2 separate regions of the Bicyclus anynana genome follow, and region 1 is linked to region 2. Evidence: chromatin contacts called from public Hi-C data. All regions are on one chromosome and are shown on one strand. Each heading gives the region's core, a stretch centred on a gene start, on an enhancer-like site or on the middle of the called end of the contact. The rest is flanking DNA. Distances are from core to core; before and after follow the strand shown. Region 1 holds the start of LOC112048816 (radial spoke head protein 9 homolog). Region 2 holds the start of LOC112048828.

Region 1 (3,037 bases), core at 87-2,586, 220 kb before region 2:
GGAACGAGCTATGTTAGGAGTATCTTTTCATGATCGAATCAGAAACGAGGAGATCCGCAGAAGAACCAACGTCACCGACATAGCTCAACAAATCGCGAAGCTGAAGTGGCTATGGGTGGGGCACAGAGTACGAAGAGCCGATGGACTTTGGGGCTTCAAGGTGCTGGAATGGTGACTCCGCTTTACAAAGCACAGTGTTGGTCGACCCACACCAGGTGGACTTACATTAAGCCGAGTCGCAGAGATTCGCTGGATGCAGGCGGCTCAGGATCGTGATGTTTGGGATTTCCTACAAAAGGCCTATGTCTGTGGACATCGGCTGATAATAATGATACATATTTGCAGCTTTTACGTTAGTAATTTTTTTTAAAAATGATAATTCGATTTAAAGTCACACTTTCATATTAATTCAATGAAAAAAGTAAGTTGACTTTATTTAGAATGGTCATTATGTAGGTCCTATTTCCTTGAATTAGCATAAAAGCTTTATAAAAGGCCTTTATTCTTCAGTAAACTACAATCAAAGTAGAAAAGGCACATCCAAATTTTTTCTACCGTTACCAACGTATAAAAAACCAGCCTCCGGTGTTCTCACTTTATGGAAATACATCATGCCGGGCCAATATAGACTCTTCAAATACACAACACTGCCGTTCTGCTCGAGAGACAGGTTCCAACAGCCGCTCGGTATGTCTTGGTCGATCGAGTCCAAGAAATCCATGCTGTAGTTGTAGTCCTGTCTGGTTAGAAGATTGGTATTCCAGCGATGCTGTGGAGTCCGTATATGGAGATAGGACTTGAGGAGCTTCGCCTCGGAGCCCGTCAGTCCGTAGTAGTTGGGGTTTATGACAATCGTCCCATCTGGTTGTTTTAGGATTTGTCCTCGAGCGCATATTCCTGCTTCGTCGCAAATGTTGCTAATAGTTGCAGCGAGACGACTCTCCTCTTTCATGACCGGACATCTGTCTGGGTTATTTTCGTCTAAGGCTTCATCTAAAACTTTGATCTTCAGTGACGGGTCACCGCTGAACGGATATGTGGTTAATAAAGCGAGATGTTTGTACTTCTTCTTCGATTTGGGCAGCAAGCCCCAGAATTTGAAGTCGGTGGTGTAGTAGTACTTCCTGTCCGTGAGCGCGTCCCTGTTTATGCCGACCGCGATGTGGTAGTCCGCGTCCAGCGCGTACAGCTGGCCCCAGTACTGGACGTGCAGGAAGTGGTTCTCCACCTGCAGCATAGTCAGAGAGTTGTGCAGGAGCGATATCAGCTCACTGCTCAGCATCATTCCGTTTACGTTGACGTATTCCTTGTACTCCCACAGTTTGTGGATATTCATGGTTTTTAAATAAAAACATTACCAAATATCTAAAATATATTTTGTAATGTAATTGTTATAATAATATTTAATTTATTTTTCATAACATGCGCAAGACAACAGAGTGACAGGTTAAATGTTACCTTTTCAAGTTTTTTTTTTAAATATTAAACTAAATTTAAACTATTTGAAAAAAAAAACCTTTGTTAAAAGATTTTGTGTAAAAACGTTTTCAAAGAGTTTCTTAATAATATATAATAATTATAGCCTGTAGTACTCAGGGATAGTGTAGGTACCCAACAGTGAAATAATTTTTCAAATCGGTTCTGTAGTTTCAGAGCCTATTAATTCCATACAAACACACAATCAAATCTTTCCTCTTTATAAAATTAGTATAGAGATACGGGTAATGATGGTCAGTGGTAAATGGATTTCTAATGATGCAAGGAATATTAAACCATTGGGGGAGTTTAATATTTCTTTTATAATTACTTACCCTTTACTTACCCTTATTATTTATCTTATAATTATTAATTATACTATGAAAGTAAGGTAGTCCTATACATAATTATGGTACATGTTTGTCAGCAAAGAAAGTTGTTTCTTTTCCCTTAAATAGAAACAAATATAAGATTGTTTTTCCCCTAAGGGTCACCAAAAAGGGCAACGTAAAACGAGATACGTCTCGTATGACAATTACCTACGCGACATCAAATATTTGCTGGCCCTCTGTTGGTCGTAATTCGTAATTTGATATTATACTTAGCCAATTTAGTGTGATCCCCAAGTGTATATGGGGGTATAGTATCCATAGATCAATATATTTTGGACAGTGATGACGTCTTGAGTAGCAAATTACTTATTTTGCGAAAAGTAGAAGAGTCGAGTTGCTTGTTTGCAGACTCCAGGGTAACATTTTATAAGATATATCACCTGTACTGCAAAATAATAAATTGGCTGGTAAAAAATTGCAACTTTAGAAAAATTATGAAAGAAATTTATTTCATTTACTTTCTTACGTTCAAAAGGACCATAATATAATAGGATAAGAATATTCCAGATTTATTTTATTTATCATTTTGTCCTTAATTTATTTGATGTTTAAAGGAATAGTAATATTGATAAAGGAATAGTAAATATTAATAAAACAACAATTTAAAATCTTGGCGCTACTCGTAACACGATGGCGCTAGTATTTTAGTTTATCTACTGTCCGACAGATGGCGCTAAGTGTTTAATTTCATGTTTATTTTTATAACATTTACAAATTAAATAGTTACATTTTGAAGTATGTACTTTCTCTCTGTTTTTGAACCTTTTTTGTAGTATATAATTAATGTACTTACTGAAATACTTAAATATAAAAAGTTCAATAAAAGTTTGGCTAAAGCGCGATTACCTTTCGATTTTATGCTTTGATTGTAAGTAGGGCAGGTCGAGCTCAAAGCTTTTTAGTTAAATAGTTTTTTTTAAAAAAAAGAAAACAAAAATAGTTAAGTAGGTATTTACTAATGAATAGGACCAAATATTTTATACAATTAGATATTATACCTAGTACCTACTAGCGCGTCGAAATTAAGGCGAATAAAAGTGGCTAATTGTCTTAATTTAATTTAGTCGCATAGTAAACAACGAAAGTTATTTAAATACCTAAATAATAATTGTGTGTGCAGCTGGTTTATTCACTATTATGGTCATTATTAATTATTATTATAAACCTAT
Region 2 (3,017 bases), core at 362-2,861:
CAGGTTTTTGATTCTGTGGAGCTTTGAAGTACACATTCTGTCGCTTTTCTGTAGATACAGAATCATCGTCCAACAGTTGCAATTTTCTTTTCTTTCTGGGTGATTCATCTTCAATTTTGCTTTTAACACTTGGCGGCTTCGCTGTAGAGCATTGAGCTTGCTCCACTTGTTTCTTCAGAATGTTGTCATAGTTGAAGAGACAGGGTGCTCTCTTGGTGTAAATCCAGTATGATATCTCATCCATGTTGTTCATAAAGGGAGGATCCTGTGGTTGAAGATGTGATGAGGGCAGGGCCGGGGCAGCAGGCGACAGGTGATGGTTTTGTACTGGTCGCACAGCAGCCGAGCCAGGCACTGCAGCGGGGAGCGCCAGCCGCACGACGCCTGCACCAGCAGCTCTGCGCTTCCGCTGGAGCCTGCGCCCACCCGCCGCTGCCGAAGCTGCACGCTTGATCCCATTGTCATCACATTCCATGCACCTGGAATAGGTATTAACATTCATCATTATCAGCCTATTTTATTGGCTCTGAAGGTGCAGGCCAGGCCTCTCTAATTACCGCACCATGCTGCGACTATGTGGGAGACTAGGTCGATAATGTTAAAATCATCAACAACCACTATCATTTATTAATGATAATGATGGCTTAACATAACATGCTCTCCGAACTCCAAAGGCCAACTTTGTGTTGAGAATTTTTCCTAAAAACTAGAAGATACGAAGAACTAAAGAAGATAGCACAACTTAGTATCTGTTAGCCCAACCCAGACCCACATGATCTGAAACCACATAGGCTAACAACTGCACCAGCGAGACAGTTAGTCATCACTCAACAGCCTATTGTTAATTAAATTAATTTTTTTCCCAGTGTGTGTAGCAGACTTCCATGTTTCTTCTATCACTGTTAAAAATTTCAAGTGCTTCCTCTTTTCTCAGTTGATTTTTTCATGTTCTGCATAGCTTGTGCATCTTATTAATGGCAGCAAATCACGACAAATTACATAAAAAGAAAAGCTAAAATTGTCAGACAAGTTTGATCAAAATCGATTGAGTACTGTAAAACCATGTACACTTAAACATTATGATTAAACGAGATATTCATGCAGCGAAATCCAAGGGCCAAAGTTACTTTTTATGATTACTTTACTATGCTAAAAAGAACATTTCGATATGTTGTTCCTGTACACCAGAAAAAATTCTGTCAATATGACGCCGTCTGTGGGTGACAAATACGATGGCAAAATATAAAAAAATACTTACTTTTAAGATTGATACTGCGGTGAAACTTATTAATTACGATTTCCTTACAACTTTAGATACATACAAATTAATAATTACGAGTAATACGACGTACTTTTTAAAAAACTGTTGAACTATAATACTTTACGACGAGATACAATTAGTGTCAATACAGTGTATCCAATGGAGAATAGAACGTCTGGGAAGTCACATTTAAAGTTCACGGGAAAATAATACACTAAAATCAAGCGTAGTGACTAGTGTATCTTAAAATGGATTCTAAATCTAAAAGAAGAAATAAAAAATTTTATGAAACCAGGCACAAACTTGCAGCAAATTTTGTAATCTGTCTGTGGTCTGTGGCAACGCTTGACAGCAGAAACAGAATCACGAATCATGACAGATTAAATAATTAATTAATTCTTATCTATTTTTATTTGATAAAATACAAAAAAACATTTTACCTTCTGCTTTACAAATATATTTAATCGTAAATAGAAGATAGTTTTTATGTTATCAACCTTTTTTTATGGAATAATTTATTTGTTTCATTTATTATTTTGATCTTTTTTTCATCGTAATCGCAAACGCGACGCACTGTTTTTCTCGCTGGTGTTTGACACAAAGTGTCAAATTAATAACGTCAAAGTCTATGTCAAAAGTCAAAGAAAATTCAAGAAATTTGCGGGTAAAATTGGTTGTTATTGTGGTTATTGTATTCTGAATTTACTGCAAATTAAAGCGTAATGTTCATCGTTTCTTTCTGAAAAATGAACGACATACAGAACATTATCGACCGTCAACTTGGAATATGTAAGTACACGTCATAAATTCATAATTTATTGTGATAAAGAAGTCGAGTAACAATATTTGCGCGGCATTTTTCAGACTCCCGGTTTAACTACGATAATGTCCTGAAACGATTAGTGGTGCAGTCGGAGGAGTCGTTTTACGGTCTGCAGAATGATCCTCTAGCTGGCAACTTCGAGCAGGATCCACCTATATTCGCCTGCCGATTTTCTGAAGCCTCGGGCTACGAACACATTCTCGCCCTCGCAAATGAAGACGGTCGAGTTGCTACGCAGGTAAACAGCAGCATTTATCACAGGCAATGGTAATGGTCTACTAAAGGTGCAACCTTCTCTTTTCTATAAAATAGCTGAAACACTAAGATTAGTTAGTTTTTAGTTTATCAATATTAATTACTGTTTCCTTATTTCTATCACAGAGTAGTATTCCTTTTTTCGGTAGGTTATGGTTGCTGGTGTATAGACTTATGAGTATAAGGCGCAACACCTGTGCCTTACTCACTGCACAACATTTTCAACAAAGTGTGGCATGGTGGGCTGACTGCATTTTGTTTTATTCTTTAAAAATTAGCCCTTGACTACAATCTCACCTGATGGTAAGTGATGATGCAATCTAATATGGAAGTGGACTAACTTGTTAGGAGGAGGATGAAAATCTACAGCTCTGTCAGTTTCTACACAACATTGTACCAGACTGCTAAATCTCTTGGCAGTTCATCTTTGCCGATATGGTGATGGCCACAGCAGAAGCCTCCCACCAGCCAGACCTTGACCAATTAAGAAAACCTCAATCAGCCCAGCCGGGGATGGAACTCAGACCTCTATCTTGTCAAACTACCGCACATACAACTGCACCACTGAGGCTTGTTACAAATGTCCTGCAGGACTCTTAAGATACTGTCATAGTCTTCAACCCATATATTTTTATTAGATTTATATAAAACACTAGCCATGAAGTACCCACAAACAAT

The links. Hi-C and Micro-C count contacts between places; a contact is called where the count stands out from the background.
Region 1: a Hi-C map of whole larva shows a contact between it and region 2, with 5 times the contacts expected there. The contact joins the promoter of LOC112048816 here to the promoter of LOC112048828 in region 2. A contact is called at or near these places in 2 of 2 Hi-C or Micro-C datasets (whole body and whole larva).

What each region holds. Positions count from the first base shown.
Region 1 is chr9:579,715-582,751 of ilBicAnyn1.1, reverse strand. LOC112048816 (radial spoke head protein 9 homolog) reads right to left here and starts at 1,336. Exons shown (of 1, transcript XM_024086484.2): 1 at 521-1,336. The coding sequence starts at 1,336. The coding sequence ends at 521.
Region 2 is chr9:355,874-358,890 of ilBicAnyn1.1, reverse strand. LOC112048828 reads right to left here and starts at 1,611. Exons shown (of 3, transcript XM_024086506.2): 1 at 1,259-1,611; 2 at 1-479. The coding sequence starts at 475. LOC112057173 (protein lethal(2)denticleless) reads left to right here and starts at 1,889. Exons shown (of 4, transcript XM_052883475.1): 1 at 1,889-2,050; 2 at 2,126-2,322. The coding sequence starts at 2,008.